2 separate regions of the Gossypium arboreum genome follow, and region 2 is linked to region 1. Evidence: chromatin contacts called from public Hi-C data. All regions are on one chromosome and are shown on one strand. Each heading gives the region's core, a stretch centred on a gene start, on an enhancer-like site or on the middle of the called end of the contact. The rest is flanking DNA. Distances are from core to core; before and after follow the strand shown.

Region 1 (7,728 bases), core at 2,904-5,403:
AATAAAAATAGATTGATTAGTTTCTCAATTTTAAATGGATAGTATAATTTTTAGCCTTTAAACTTTACAACTAGGTTCACTTTTATATCTATACTTTTCTCTGGTCCACTTTGACACTTGAATCTGATAACTAGATCCATTTTGGTCCTTGAACTTGAGAAATATAAGAATTTGATGATGTGGCACTTTGATTATGCCACATCATCACTTGAAAATTAAATATATATAAATTTTTAAGAGATAATGTGTTACAATATCATAGTGTTATATTTAGTTTTTTAAATAATTGGACTGATAGTTGAACATTTTAGATTACTGATTTTCAATTCAATTGATTTGACCATCTGACCAACAATGATTAAATAAATATTTAATAATTCATAAAATCTAAAAATAATTTTTTTTATTAAAGTAATTTAATTGTCAATTTTGTCTTGATTTTCGATTTTTATCAATTTTAAGCAGTTTCTGAGACAATCAATTCAACCCTTTTGTTTGGATTGTTATATCAATCAATTCTCAATCCATCCTATTGATCGTGTGTCAGTAACTTTGATCACATCATCAAATTTTGACAGAATAGAATCTAAGTTCAGGGGCCAAAATTGATCTAATTGTCAAATTCAAGGACCAAAGTGGACTAAAAAAAATATATGTATCAAAGTGGACCTAGCTGTCAAGTTCAGGAGCCAAAATTTATATTACCCTTTTTCATAAAGTAAAAAGATAGAATTCATAATTAAACCAATAAATATTGACCCTCGTTAACCATGATTTTAAAAACTAGATAGGTGGTCAAATCGATCAGATTACCAATTTTTAATTCAATCCAGGTTCAATCGATTTCATTTAAATATATTCAAACCTATTATTAGAATTGATATACTAACTGATACGATCCAATTCAGACAACCATAATATTAACTCGCCCATAAACACTTTAATAGTTGTGATTTTATCTTGAGAAGACAAAAATTATTTAGAAAAGCTAACAGAAATATGTCTTAATAAGCTTTTTTTTCAGTTGAATGGTTATTATCCAACCAAAAACATGATAAAAGGGAATATGCAAAAATAATAATAGACAAATTAATGGTAAAAGTATTGTAAAAGTCTTTATATTAAAAGTTAAATTATATTTTATTCGCTTTATTAAAAATAAATAAATTAATCTATTTATGTCATATCAAAGAGAAAATTGATTCTTTCTATTAAAAGTTTTATTCATTGTGCAGTTAAAAACTAATGTAACTAACGAAATAACCAAATAATGACATGTGAAAACCATCTGTACATCATACTGATATCTAGAGACTAGTTTTTAACAGTAGAAATGAATAAAAATTTTAACAAAAGGAGCAGTTTATTCTTTGATCTAACATTTATAAACCAATTTATCAAGTTTTTTTAGTAGAAAGAGAAATTGCAATCTGATTTCTAATGTATGAATTTCCATGATAGTTTTACAACAATTTAGTGCTGCATTCAACAACAATTTCAGTGGATTTGAATGTGTAATTGTAAGAGAATTGATGACATGAACAAGCAAATTGACAAAGATTGAATTAAGTTCTCCATTACCATAACTTTGTTTCGCCTTTGTTGTTAACTGTATAACTAACAATGGCAACTTAGCCAAATGAAAAAAAAAAAGAACCAAACCAGTTATACCCACATCCGAAGTAAGCTGTACAAAAGCCATACAAATGCTAAACATGTTCGGTTTCTTGATAGAACACAGACAAGACAACAAATAATAATAATAATAACCAGTAAAATTATGAAGCACCTCCAATGGTGGTTATCAGCATCTCCAAGCTGAAGCAGCAATTAATTCTCTCCTTTGCCAACAAAGAACAAGTGCCGATTGTCTTTTTTCGACATGGAAACCTTGAATTGGTGTTCTTTGAACCAAACATTCAGCTTGTGATTCAGTGAAGTTACTGAATGTTAATGGTGAAAATCCGGATTGTATAAACAAACTCCTCCATGGAGGTCTTCTTTCGAGGGACCGATGTCGACCCAACACGATTTTTTCAATGCTTGGTTGAAGGAAGAACCTTTCAATCTTTTCCAACGCATCAAGGTTCATGTTCACCGCGTCGAGGGATTCGAGTAGGCCAGAGTATGATTGGAGTGCATGGATTATGTGATGAGGGAACGGGACATCGGTTCGGTCACAGCCACGGTCAGACGAGACAACGATTTTGGGTGATAATTGCTTTACGAAACGGAGGATCAAGGGGAGAGTTGAAGGGTAATTGGAAAAAGAACCGATCGGTAGATTAACAGCAATCGTTTCGTTTTCACCGAAATGCAGGGGCAATGAAGACCAAGAACACGAATTCAATGCCTCGAGGCTAACTATTTCGATATCGAAACCCATGTTGATTTCATTAGCATAATGCTTAAGATTCTCGATTGTGAATCCGAGTTCGAATTCATCGTAACTTGTTGGACAAGCAAACGCAGTAATTTTCATACAGGGTGCGTCGCCATTTCTTAAAACAAGTTCTTGCATCAAAGAAGCCCATTGTCCACCATATCCGATGTCGAAATCGATTATGTGAACTCGATTACACCCTTCGAAAACCTCGAGAAGCGCTTGATTACAAGTGAAATTCACGAATTGAACGGTCGGAGATATCTCAGAGAACGATTTGTAAGCACCGATCTTGAAAATCATATTGGTAGTATACAAAGTTGAAGTGTTGGTAGTGTTGAAACGGAGGAGTAATTGTAAGGCCTCCTTAAAGTAGAAAGCAGCCCTTATAAAGGGCTTACCTACAGGGGAGAGCTGGTGATTGAGCCGCGCCAATATCCCTTGCGCGAGTACCGGATCACCGGTTTCGATCAGCTCTGCGGCCTGAATTAATTGGTCTATTATTGCCTGCTGAAGCTGCTGGTTGGCCATTTCATCAGTCACTATCTTCGGCGTGGTTGGCCTTTGATGAAGCAGTTGTTGACGCCGGAGATAATGCTCCGGTCCCGAAGCCGAAAACTGAACTTTCGGCACTTGATAATTCGGTCCACTTGTGCCGGAATTGAATCTCTTCGGCGGTGGTGGTGATAAAAGATTATGTTCCTGCATTTCAGCAGCATACGAAGGGAAAAACATAAACGGGTTCTGGGTGAACTCGGCCTGGTTTTGGTCAAATACGGGATTTGAACACGAAACCATATCATTGTTCATCAAGCTAACACTACTAGTAATGGAGTCGAACCCGAAACTATGATCGGCCATACCAAAACCAGCATTAAACTCCATATTTTCCGAAGACCCACCACCGCCGCCGCTGCCACTTGGTGGTTGAAGGATCTTGTTTAACCCCAAAGAAGGGTCATCAACATCACCCATAATTAGCCTCAAAATGGATTGGTCATTCTCCCAATCCTCCAAACTTAAACCACATTTTCCCGTCCCTGTATCAAAAGACTGGCTTTTACCTTTGGAGACAGCTGCTGTTTCCGCCACGCCACTGCTGTCCGTGGAGGCACCACCGCTGCCTCCGCCGAATGAGGAAGACACTGTTGATGAAGACGTTGGTGGACTCGGGCTTCTTGTAGATGTGGGCTCAAATCCCACATAGCAACAACTTTCCTTGTTGTTTTGCCACTTTTTCTGTTGCTGGTGTTGTAATAACAGTGATGAATTGGAACAAGATGAAGTTGAAGAAGCAAAATCTAAAGCCCCCTTCCCTTGAAATTCCTCAAAGGATAGGGGCATGGCATTCATCTAAGAACAAACTCCAAAAGAAAAAAAAAGTACACTCCAAAATTTGAAGCACCCAAAATTCTAGAGGTAGAAGAAAAGGGAAGACTTGAATACGAAGAGAGAGAGAGAGAGAGAGAGGGAAATAAAAGGGGGGGGGGCAAATTAAGGTGTCGTGTTCGTTAATGGAGGTCCTACCATAAATGGCTTTTGACAAAGCAATTGAGTGCTTACTTTTTAGTTTTTGGTATAAAAAGGGGAAAAAATCAGAAATATACAAAGAAATTTGTGTGGGACGCAATGAACGCGTTGTTTTTAAGCTGACTTAAAAAAGAAATTTGCAGAAAGAAAAATGAACAAAGGAAGATGATAAATAGAAAACAATGCAGGCAAAATAATAAAGTGTTAGGAGAAGATATGGTGGCCAAGCATCTTTTAAAGTTTTCTTTTACAGACTCCAATTTTATTTGTTTTTCTATTATTTACTAAGAGAGAGTAAAAATCCGATTTTTATTTATAAAATTCCTAAATTAAAACCTTACTTGAAAGAAAGTGATGAATTAGACATTTTTAATCAACGGTGATGGCATAGGGCAAGCAGAGTCTTGAGCACTTCAAATGAAGAATTTTTGTTTTTACCCCTAGTTCAAGTATTGTTCGATAAGCTTATAAAACAATTGCCATCAGAATCAAACGTTGGATGATTAGAGGTATTGTTGAATATGTTTGGAACAGTACAATTCCCATATTGGTAAACCATTGACTAAGACCACCTTTGAAAGACAACAATATATATATTTATGGAACACCCCTAATGTTGTTTATTGCACAAGGACACCCCATGTATATCAACTTATCCCCCACCTCCAATTGCCCTTTGCTTTTTTTTGTTTGCCTTGGATGCTCACAAGGGTTTTTTTTTTTGGCTTTAGGTTCATTTGTTTTTCTACATATATATCTTTCTTTTTATAATTTCACATTAAGTTGTTATTATATATGCTCTTTATTAATACAATATTTATGATTGTCTATAATTTCTTATCAACCTTTAAATAAGAGAATAATGCACTTCAACGCACTTAAATCTGTGTCCTCTTACATAGACAATATTACTAATATTAATCAAATTAAGACTCAATTGATATTTATATTATATTTTTAATATGTTTAAGCATGCTGGTTGCTTGATTTCTATTAATTTTAGTATACCAAGTAATGGGGTCATGGCCTGCCTGTTAAAAGGCTGCAATCATTGTGTTTTATTTGTAGCTCAACCAATTGTCACTTTTCTTCCATAAATTCTCTCTCTCTCTCTCTTTTCCAAAATGTTGGAGAATTAAAACCATAAGTATTATGAAAACAAAATCATCCAACTGGATTGCGAAATTTTATATTGGTAAAAATATGTGATAAACTTAAATTTAAATTTTGTATTTTTATTTTAGAAATTTAGTTTCTTAGTTTTTATATTTAAAATTTAAGTCTAATTATTAATATTGTTAAATTTGTTAATGTGATATTTTAAAAAAATATTAATTTGGTAGTCATGTAATTAAAAACTAACATTATAATGAACCTCAATTTAATAAAATAATTTTAACAATGTTAATAGTTGGACCTGAATATTTAAATAAAAAGTAAAAGACTAAATTCCTAAAAATAAAAGTATTGGGATAAAATTTCAAATTTGTGACAAATACAATGACTTGTGACATATTTTAAACTTTTATATTTGTTTGGTAATGTAATATTATTATGTTTGCATTTCAAGCATTTCCTTGAGTTGGTATGTTACATCTCAAAAATTGGGTTAGTAGAATTTGGGTTAGTGAACCAAGAGTGGTCACGTATTGTTTTTTGAATTAACGTTGTAGGAATCGTGGTAAGTAAATTAATTTGATTCAGTGGTTAAGTATTCCAGTTGTGTGCTTGAAGTTCTGTGTTTAATTTGTTTCCTTAGAAAATTCTTTATTAATTTTGATTCCATACCTGATTTGGTTCATAAGGGTTATCTTTAATTTTTGTTAATTTGCTGGCAAGAATGAGATTACTAATTCAATAATAAGGCCTTAGCATATTTTTGCCATTCCTCACTTTAACTTCCCCATTTTCCACTTTCTCCATTTTGCTTGCACGTCTGTTTTTCTCTCTGGTTACTGGGAATTTTCTTTTTGCTTCTTCATCTCTCTCACATTTTTCTTTGCATTCTTCACATTAGTCCCTTTGATTTTTCTTTTGTCGTTCCTTTTGTCTTCTATTTTTTTACTATTCTGACTGGTGTCGTCATTTCTTCTAGATTCGTTGCTGGTCGTGCGAGATAAGAGAGTTAGTATAATCGTCGTTTTTTCTTTTCCTTTATAAAGCATTATTTGTTTAGTATGCTATTATATTTTGGTTTTTCTAAGAAGGCTGTGATAGATGGTTGAGTTCAGTTATGGAGATTTTAATCGTTTTCTTTCGTGTAATTCTGTTTAGGTGAAGGTTGTGTGACGCGTATTCCTCTAATGAGTTGAGTTCGATAATATTCTTTTCTAGGGTAAGTTTCTAACGACCAAGTTTAGGGGTTGGTTGTGAAAATTTAGTTTGCAAAGGGTCGAGTACCCTATTGCTATTGGTCGAATGCTAGGGAACCTAGGGCCAAATCTTTTTAAGTGATCATTAATTGTTTAATTGTGGATGTCATATGGGCAAATTATGGTATGTTGTTGTTCTGTCGACATCCCGAAAGTATTCAGGTGCATGGTGCTAACTCGAAATTTCGTAAAACAGTGAAAAATTGAAATTGTCGATGCTACACGATCGTGTTTCTGGTCGTATGGCAAGTTGTGTAAACCAAATGGGCGTGTACTCAGTTGTGTGGGCCACACGGGCGTGTGGGCCCATTTTGAATAAGTTTAATTAGAACCGAGTTTTGGCTTGCGTACTTGAGGTCAACGATTACATAGATTCTGACAAATGATATTTATGATAGATCGATCAATGTAATCTTTTGTTCTGTTATATGTGTATATTTTCTGAATAAATTGTATATATATGTGATCTATAAATTTGATAGTATCAGTAGCATGTTTTCGGTTTGGAAACCTTATAAATGAGCATGTTCTGAATGTATCAGTATATGTGTAATGACGTTGCATGTGACATTATGGCGAAATTGATTTGTGATTATGAATTTGATTCTTCTATTTTATAAAGTATGGAGTTTTATGTCAACTCGCTTACTGTTCTAATTCTGTATTTGCGTGCCATGTCACATTGTATGGGGTGCGAATGATATAGTAAGGAGGGAGTTCTGGCAGTTTAATGACTTGCACTATCTAGTGGTTTAACCACATATATTTGTTCTGGCAGTTTATCTACGACTTTGGTGGCATTGGCCACAACTACGACTTTGGTGGCATTGGCCACAATTATTTGTTGGTGTGCTTTGGATGGACGAGTATTGGGGAACTCTATTTGGTGTATAATGGAGTTGGGTAGGAAAATTTTGAAAAATCTGCATTATATTTTTTCTGAAAAATACTGCATTGAGATAATTATGCATTCTCAGTTTTGCTCAATCGATCATTATAAAATTCTCTGTGATATTTTGATATGGTTATTACATTATCTGTACTTATGCTTGAGTTAAGTCACACACTGAGCTTCATAGCTCACTCATTTACTTTATCTCCTCAAGTAATCCGCAGAATTAGAGATTGACAATGTCTCGGTAGCTTGGATTGGATTTTCCTCGTATAAAATGGCTTAATTTAATTATTAATTAAATTTTCTAGACTTTTGAAACTTTGAACTAATTCTGGGACTTTATTTTCAGTTTTGAGTTTTCTGTTGGATATTAGTTAAATGGTTTAAATAATTCGTCTAATTTCTGTTAATCAAAATTAAATGTTTTTTTATTTTTAAAATAAAATAAGTTGTGGATTTTTCCGCTGCAAACCAAAATAAGCTATTGAGATTTCAAAAAGATAAAATAAATAAAATTAATATGCATGCTTAAATTGGTTGTTATTGGT
Region 2 (7,728 bases), core at 2,564-5,063, 40 kb before region 1:
TTGTTTTTGTGTTTATGTAAATACATAATTCTATATATTCTGAAGTTTGTGAATTATTTGTTTTACTCAAATAATTTTATAATAAAGTAGGATTGGTAGTGTTAATTGTTTTGAAACATGCGTACCAATTCGAAAATTGCTAGTAAATGTATTATAGAGTATCTTGTACTATGAGTCATATTGAATTTTACTTTCTTTACTTGGAAAATGGGCAAATTAGTTCTTTTACATTATATAAAGAGTAAACTGGTCATTCTATTCAAAATTTATCCATTTCTATTGTTAAAAACACTAACATGATTGATGGAATAACCATGCCACATGCCACATGTACCTCATGGTTATGTACACGGACCGGTTTTTAATAGTAGAAATGGATGAAACTTTTAATCGGAATAATTTACTCTTTTATCTAACCTATAATGACTAATTTGCTCATTTTTTGAGTGAAGGGAGCAAAATGTAATCTGACTCCTACTACAAGGGTCTCCATGAATCTTTTACCGAAAATCTCTATGGAGCTAGCGATTTATGGTAACAAAGCTTTTTCATGTATGTTGTTTTCCAGGTCAAAACGAAAAACCCAAGGAAGTACTGTGTAAAGCCTAACAATGGAGTTGGTCTGCCTTGGTCTACATGCAACGTTACAGGTCTCCCTCTCACAAAACTTGAACGTATCTATAATTACTTGTTGTTAATCATGTATCATCTTCAAATCTTGAAATCATAGTTTAATTGGTTAATTTATGGAACCAGTTGCGATGCAAGCTCAAAAAGAAGCACCTCTTGATATGCAATGCAAAGATAAGTTTTTACTTCAAAGTGTGGTCACTATAAGTTTTTACTTCAACGTGTGGTCACTAGTCCCGGAGCTACAACAAAGGATATAACACCAGAGATGGTATTTTATCATACTCTACGAGATTTGATTTTAAGTTTGGGTTTTTTTTTTTTTTCTAACTGTTTGCTTTTCGGTCTAGTTTAATAAGGAATCCGGACATCATGTTGAGGAATGTAAATTGAGGGTTGCTTACATAGCACCTCCTCGACCTCCTTCACCTGTTAAAGAAGGATCCAAAGAAGGCTCTTCACCTTGGGCTTCCGTTTCAGACAATGGTAGCTACAACAGTGCAGATTTGGCATCTGTGAGTATTCCTTGTCTCTATGTCTGACATCGAATCATGTTTTAAGCTTACTGATTTCGAGTGGCAGTTGTAAGTTGTAGTCTATACGGTTGGCCATATCTTCTTTGGAGATAGATTAGGTGTTGTTTAGTCGCTTCTAATGAAAATTACTTCGTATTGGGCTTGTGTTTGCTGACCTTACATAGTGGTTTAAAGAGAGCAATTTTAACATACCCTGTTAATCCATAATGACACTTTCGTCGTTGTTATAAACTTATATGTAGTGGGTGGTTCCGTATTAACAAGTGAATTATCTTCACGTATTAGCTTCCCTATAGCCAGGATGAACATGAATATCACTTAGATAGTGATATTACCCAGACCTTTTCTCATTCCATTTTCTTGAGACGTGTGTTTAGACCGGTTCTTAGGACTATCTAGGAGCATAAAAATATGAACGCTGTCAACAAGGATAGGAACGAACGTTGTCTCCTTTCTTTTCGTATGAATAGAAGTGTCCCACCATGCCGGACAATCCTGTAGTCACTAAAATTTCTCATCTAAAAGGTGATTCTGACTTCTATTACATCCTTGCATGATTTAACCACAAGGTGGTACAATGTCAGGGGTACTAGACTCCTATATTAGGGTACACTCATGTAGGCAAACAACCTGCTCTGAAAACCTATAGAAGCTTGTTTCATTTAAGATGGACACTAATGTCATGTAGGCAAACAATTTGCCCTCGTTAGCTTGTTAGTGATTAAAAAAGACAAAATTGAATAGTTGGGTGATCAAAGAAGAAATTTACTAATACTTGGGTGATCATAACATTTTATATAGTTGGGTAACCCAAAAAAAAAAATACTAATAGTTGAGTGACTATTAGTATAGTTTCCCCAATTTTTTTATTATTACTCACGTTAAAGGCTCTTTTGCATTATTTTTATATGAATAATCGAACCGAAACATGTTAAAAAGAATTATCATCCGTGAAAAAAAAAAAAAAACTTGAAAGATATGTTCCTTTTTCTCTATCACTGAAGCTATGTTTAGAATTTGCAATTTAACCCCAGCCCCCCCAAAAAATTATCATTCTGAAAGATACTTTTTTAATTGCAGAAAAGGGCTCTCATTTCCAAGCTAAATGAGGAGAAAAACGCCACCCTTCTGGAAAATAACAAGCTCCAGCAAGAACTGGTAAGTTTAATCATTGGATCCTCAACTCATAACATAAAGATTTAAGAACACCAAATGCTAATATGTTAAGCTATATCAGTTGATAATATCATTCAATCATGGTCATTTTCTGCAAAGGGTCCTGTATTGTTCTGACCTCAATATGAGCTTATCCCGACCTTACATCAAAACTTAAATTTGCAGGAACTCTTGAGACGCGAAGCTAAGAGAGGTTACAGTGGTATGAAGTTTTTATACATAATTCTTGTTGGTATAGTCGGCATCATTCTGGGGTACCTCTTGAAACGAACATGACTGCGGCACCAAGGTACTACTACTACTATTCTATTCTTCGATGCCGACGCTCATGCTTGAAAAAAATGTAGAGAACTGGAGAAAGACAAATATTTTGACTGATGATTTGTAGCTTTTGTTGAATGTTACTTACTATGGATGCTAGGAAAAAAAAGGCATGTCCAATGTGTGATGCGTAAAGCAACTATTCTTCATTGTATTGATAGTTTGATAGTTTTCCAGTGGGAAATTACTGGATTGCTTAATTGTGGTCTACTTCTTTTATGAACAATTCTTGAGCTTTTGGTGAAATTATGGCTTAGGTTATAAATTGAATTATTAATTTTTTGGAGGGTAAAAATACAAAATTTCCGTATTTAAGGGCCTAAAAAGGCTTAATTGAATAAATAATTAATTGGCGGGGGGTTGAAATTGTTGTTACCCTTATTTAATCAAGGGACTAAGGCCAAAATAGTATAATAAGGTATCACCAAAAAAAAAAAAAAAAAAAGGTATAATAAGGTTATTTTTGTATTTTAGTTTTTATATAATATATATTTTATATAAAATAACACTCCTTTTGAATAATGTAGTTTTTAGGATTAAATTTGGGTTTTTTCTTAAGTATGCAACATTACTTACTACATTATTCAATATTTGTTGATTGTTGAATTGATAATATCGAGGTTTTAGAAATTATGATGGTTTACGTTCAGATCTCAACAAAGGTTATGGATTTTTTTATGGATTTTATATAGTATATAAAAAGGCAAAAATACACTAAAAATATTTATTTTGAAAATGAAAAGAAGGTTTAGTCATTTTTCAATTGATTTTGTGCTAAAAAATTTACTTTGAAGGGGTTAAATATGAATCATGATTAAAGGGTAAATTTATCATTATACTAACTTGTATTCTTAAAATAATTAAAGGGTTATGGAGTAATTTTATTATTTTTGGGACGGCAAGAACACTCCTTGTATTCTTCAAAAAAGAAAAATTTAAAGGAATTACATAGCAATTTCATCAATTTTAGAAGACCAAAGCCATCGCCTGTCTCTTTCTACGCTCTTGTGTTGGATTAACTCGTGATGTCAATTTAGTCAAACGTGTCATATACAATAAAATAATATAACAAGTCCAATTCATATATTTAATGGACCCTCAATTAGGGCCCAAAAGAATATTTAATTTTGATGGTAGCCAGCAACTATCATTCGGTCCACATTGTTGGGTTTAATTAAGGACCCATGAATTATTCCATCCCATGCTCTATAGTATTTAAATGTACTTTTATTTTATTTCATTAGATAAATTTTTATTCAATTAAAATGTTGATTTATTTTAAGACTTTTTTAACTCTAAATTATATAAAAGGTTAAGAGTTTGTTTAGATATTATTGATACGGTTTATTAACAAGGAGGTTCGATGGAAGTGAGTCGTAGCTTAATCATGAAGTGTTGAGCCGTCATTCTACGGTGGTGAGGGAAATTATGGATGTTGGAAAGGAGTGGATAGAGAAGGAAATAATGGGTATAGTTCAAGAAGTGGGACAAAACTTCTTTCGTGAACCATACACAGTTCTTCGTGGGGATCAGATAAAAAACCCCAATACGAGGAAAATACCTTCGATTGTTAAGGGTTTGGTCAATTTCCTAACGCATGACACTTTGAAAACTTGTCCCAAAAGAGTTAACCCTTTCAACAGAAATAAACTTTGGGATTGTTCACTTGAATGCTGATAATCGTGTGATTGTTTAGGGTCAAATCATATTGGAGAAGAAGAGAGGGAAGATTGGTCTCCAAAAAGGAAAAAAAAGTGTTGCTCTTATTTTGTAACACCCTACACTCGACTCGCTTTACTAGATTCGGATATGGGATGTCACAATACATACATACTTAACGGAAATTTTACAACTGGCGGGAACTATACTGGATATATTTCTTATTTCTTTATATTCCTTCTAAGTTAAAAGATTTTAAAGGAGACAATTAAATACAACAGATTCTCAAAAGCAGTTTAAGACATTACAATTTAAATCGTTATTAAGCCAGACTAAATCATGGTGTAGAGTACTAATCGCCATGTTTCCAATAGTGCCCCTCTATATGCATAATATCACTTTTTGAACTGTCATCCTGTTGCATTACTGGCTTGGTCCCTCCTGGCGCACTAGTTCAATTCCAAGAACATGCATTACAAATAAACGCCCATAAGTTCAATGGAACTTAGTGAGTCTAAACCATTATCACCTTTAAACAATGCTGTTGAATTCCTCAACTCAAGGATTTTGGACTCTCTTTCAAACCTTAGCGGATACTTTTTTTACTCTTGGCAGATAATTTTACGCCAATCTCTACACTTAACCACTTTATTCTCATTCCACCATATGCACGAATCATAAGCTTCACACCCTAATGTGGATCCTATTTCACAATCCCTTTTGAAGATAGAATTTTGATACATTTCTCGGAATGATATACATACAGATACTGCGCTTGGCGGATTCTTATACTGGTTCTGATGGCTGACCGAATTCCAATCACATTGTATCTTTAAGTCGATCCTAACAAAAAAACCTATTCTGATGAAAACAAGGTTTTAGATCATCCAATAGAATCACAAATGACTTCGATACATAATGTGAGAACTTCCAGGTTTGGCAGGCACTTACACCACCTAAAATTTCAAATATGCCAAGTTCTCTATCCTGGCGGGTTATTATGGCAGGTTTATCCGTTGAACATACTGCCAAGAATTATTTCAGAAAATGTTACAAGGGCATACACAGATCTTTCCACAAAGGCAGGCTAACATCTCACGCTTAAGCGTTATAGAATTTACCATACAGACTTTCCAAATAACTCACCATGAGGGTTTCCTAAATAACTTCGCCATTAAGGCTTTTTGAATAATACATCATAAAAGCTTTTCAGATAATTCATCACAAAGGCTTGGTTTGGCTTGTCATCAAGGCATTACACAAATTATCGTGTTTGACGATATGGATTTGCCTAAACTCAACATTGCCTAAGGTTTTCCCATCATCGCCCCTGGGACACACAGAAACCCTAGTAGACAAATACGGCTCATTCGCCATTTCTAGTGTAACAACCTGTTTTTCAGTGGTGTCGAAAACAATGGTTTCAGAACCACAAATTCAATGAGTAAGTTCGTATAATTAGTATTTAAATTATAAAATTCAATAATAATTTTTATATTTAATTTTGCTTTGAATAATTTTTAATTAATTGAATTAATGGTTAGTATAAGTGGTTGTCCGGAAGTCAAGTGGTTTTGGAAAATGAGATATCGAGATCTTATTTCTATAAACTGAGCTCGTAAATATTTTTATTAAATATTTATAGAGTCGTATTATATGTGAATTGAAGTTTGGTATGGTAATTTTAATGATTTATTGCTTAAGTAAGGTAAAAAGATTAAATAGTAAGAAAGGTAAAAGTTAATCGCTTTAGATTTGAAATAGTAAAGTGACCAAAATGATCATTAAACCATGGTCAAAAAGTCCAAGCGGTGGTGGAGGTCAATCATTCCACTAACTTTTGGGTTATTTATTCATTAAGTCCTAATTAGATTAAGGTTGAATTGAAATAAAGTTTGTTTAGTTGGAGTTTAATATAATTGAAGGACCAATTGTGTAATTGAACTTTCCTTAAATGACCCAACGAAAGGGATGATGTGGAATTCTCTAGATTGGGGTAAATTGCAATCAAATCCTAATTAATTGAGGATATTCTAATTAGTCAAAAATGGTGGTTTTAGGACCACAACTCCGATGTGTCAGTCCGTAAATATTAATTATTTAATATTTATGAGGTCATTACTGTCGTGTTAAAATTTGGTTATGAAATTTTATCGTTTAGATAGTTAATTAATTAAAAAGGACTAATCGTAAAGATCGAAAAAGATGGTTTTCCTAGTTAAAAAGGAAAATTTAAGGACTAGAATGGTAATTAAACCATCATGGTTAGTAGTGGACGATTTTAGACTTGAAAACGTTAAGATTTGAGTGTAAATTAAAAGGGTATAATTGTGATTGGGTAAAAAGTAAATTATAACTAAAATAAAAGTTAAACGAAAGTGTTATCTTCTTGAATCTTTTTCCAAAATGCTGAAACTTCATTGTTAATGGGAGCGCAAGCTTCAGCCAAGCTTGTCCTTCAATTTGGTTAGCTGATTTTAACCGGTTTCTTATAATTTGTATGTTTTTTATATCATTGCAACTAGGTCCAACTAACCCATATCTATATTTTCAAAATAGTTAAAGATTATGGATTATACCATTGATGAGTTTTGGATATTCTTGAATTTTTACGGTAGATTATTAAGCTTGGCAAAGTAATTTTTTGTAATTTTAATGTTTAAGGACTAAAATGTTAAAGTGATAAAATTGCGAGGACTTGATGTGAAATAACAATAAATATGGGCTTTAATAAGGTCCCAAATAATTCGGTTAAGCTTGAATTTGGTTGAAAATTGGTAAATTGCATGATTTGGACTTAGGGACTAAATTGCATAAAAGTGAAATATTAGGGGTAATTTTGTAAAAATGTCAAAAAGGACTTAATTGCATAAAATGATTAATTTTCTGTTGATTTAGTTGATTGAATGAAATTATTATATATAGATCAAAAAATGGATCAATCGATAGACAAATAGGGAAAAGAAAAAATTGTTTATTAGTCTTCGGGGTCGTGTTTGCTACAGAATCGATTTAGGTAAGGTCATATAATAAAGTAATTGATTTAGTTGTTGTTTTGTGAATTATTAAATATTTAAGTATGTCGTATTTAAATTTGTTTATATAGTAAATATTAAATTATGGAATTGAATCAAATTAAAATGAAACTATAATTGAGGTCATGATTGAAAATGAAGAAAGGATATAATTGAATTCATGTAACAAAGAAATTCTTAATTAATTATATGATATGTTAGTTAATATTTATGTTATGAATGAATTAAGTTGATTGATATATGGCAATTAGTAAATTGAACTAAATTGCATTATTAGCTAAATCGATATTATGTCTGATAAATAAGAACTATATGGATGTGTGCTCATAATGGTATAATGTGAGGAAATTTAATTGAAATGAACATGGTTT

Evidence for each region. A called contact is a pair of places that touch in the nucleus more often than the background predicts.
Region 2: a Hi-C map of leaf shows a contact between it and region 1, with 2.1 times the contacts expected there. The contact joins the enhancer-like site here to the promoter of LOC108479239 in region 1. A contact is called at or near these places in 2 of 5 Hi-C or Micro-C datasets (both in leaf).

What each region holds. Positions count from the first base shown.
Region 1 is chr12:85,733,818-85,741,545 of ASM2569848v2, reverse strand. LOC108479239 (scarecrow-like protein 6) reads right to left here and starts at 4,153. Exons shown (of 1, transcript XM_017781712.2): 1 at 1,551-4,153. The coding sequence starts at 3,736. The coding sequence ends at 1,805.
Region 2 is chr12:85,773,671-85,781,398 of ASM2569848v2, reverse strand. It overlaps the pseudogene LOC108477545. Among protein-coding and RNA genes, the nearest start is that of LOC108479239, 40 kb to the right of the region's middle. Within about 2 kb of position 3,813, at least 2 of the 2 cell types and tissues checked have an H3K27ac peak or open chromatin away from gene starts, as enhancers often do. A contact at or near this core is called in leaf, where this site is marked.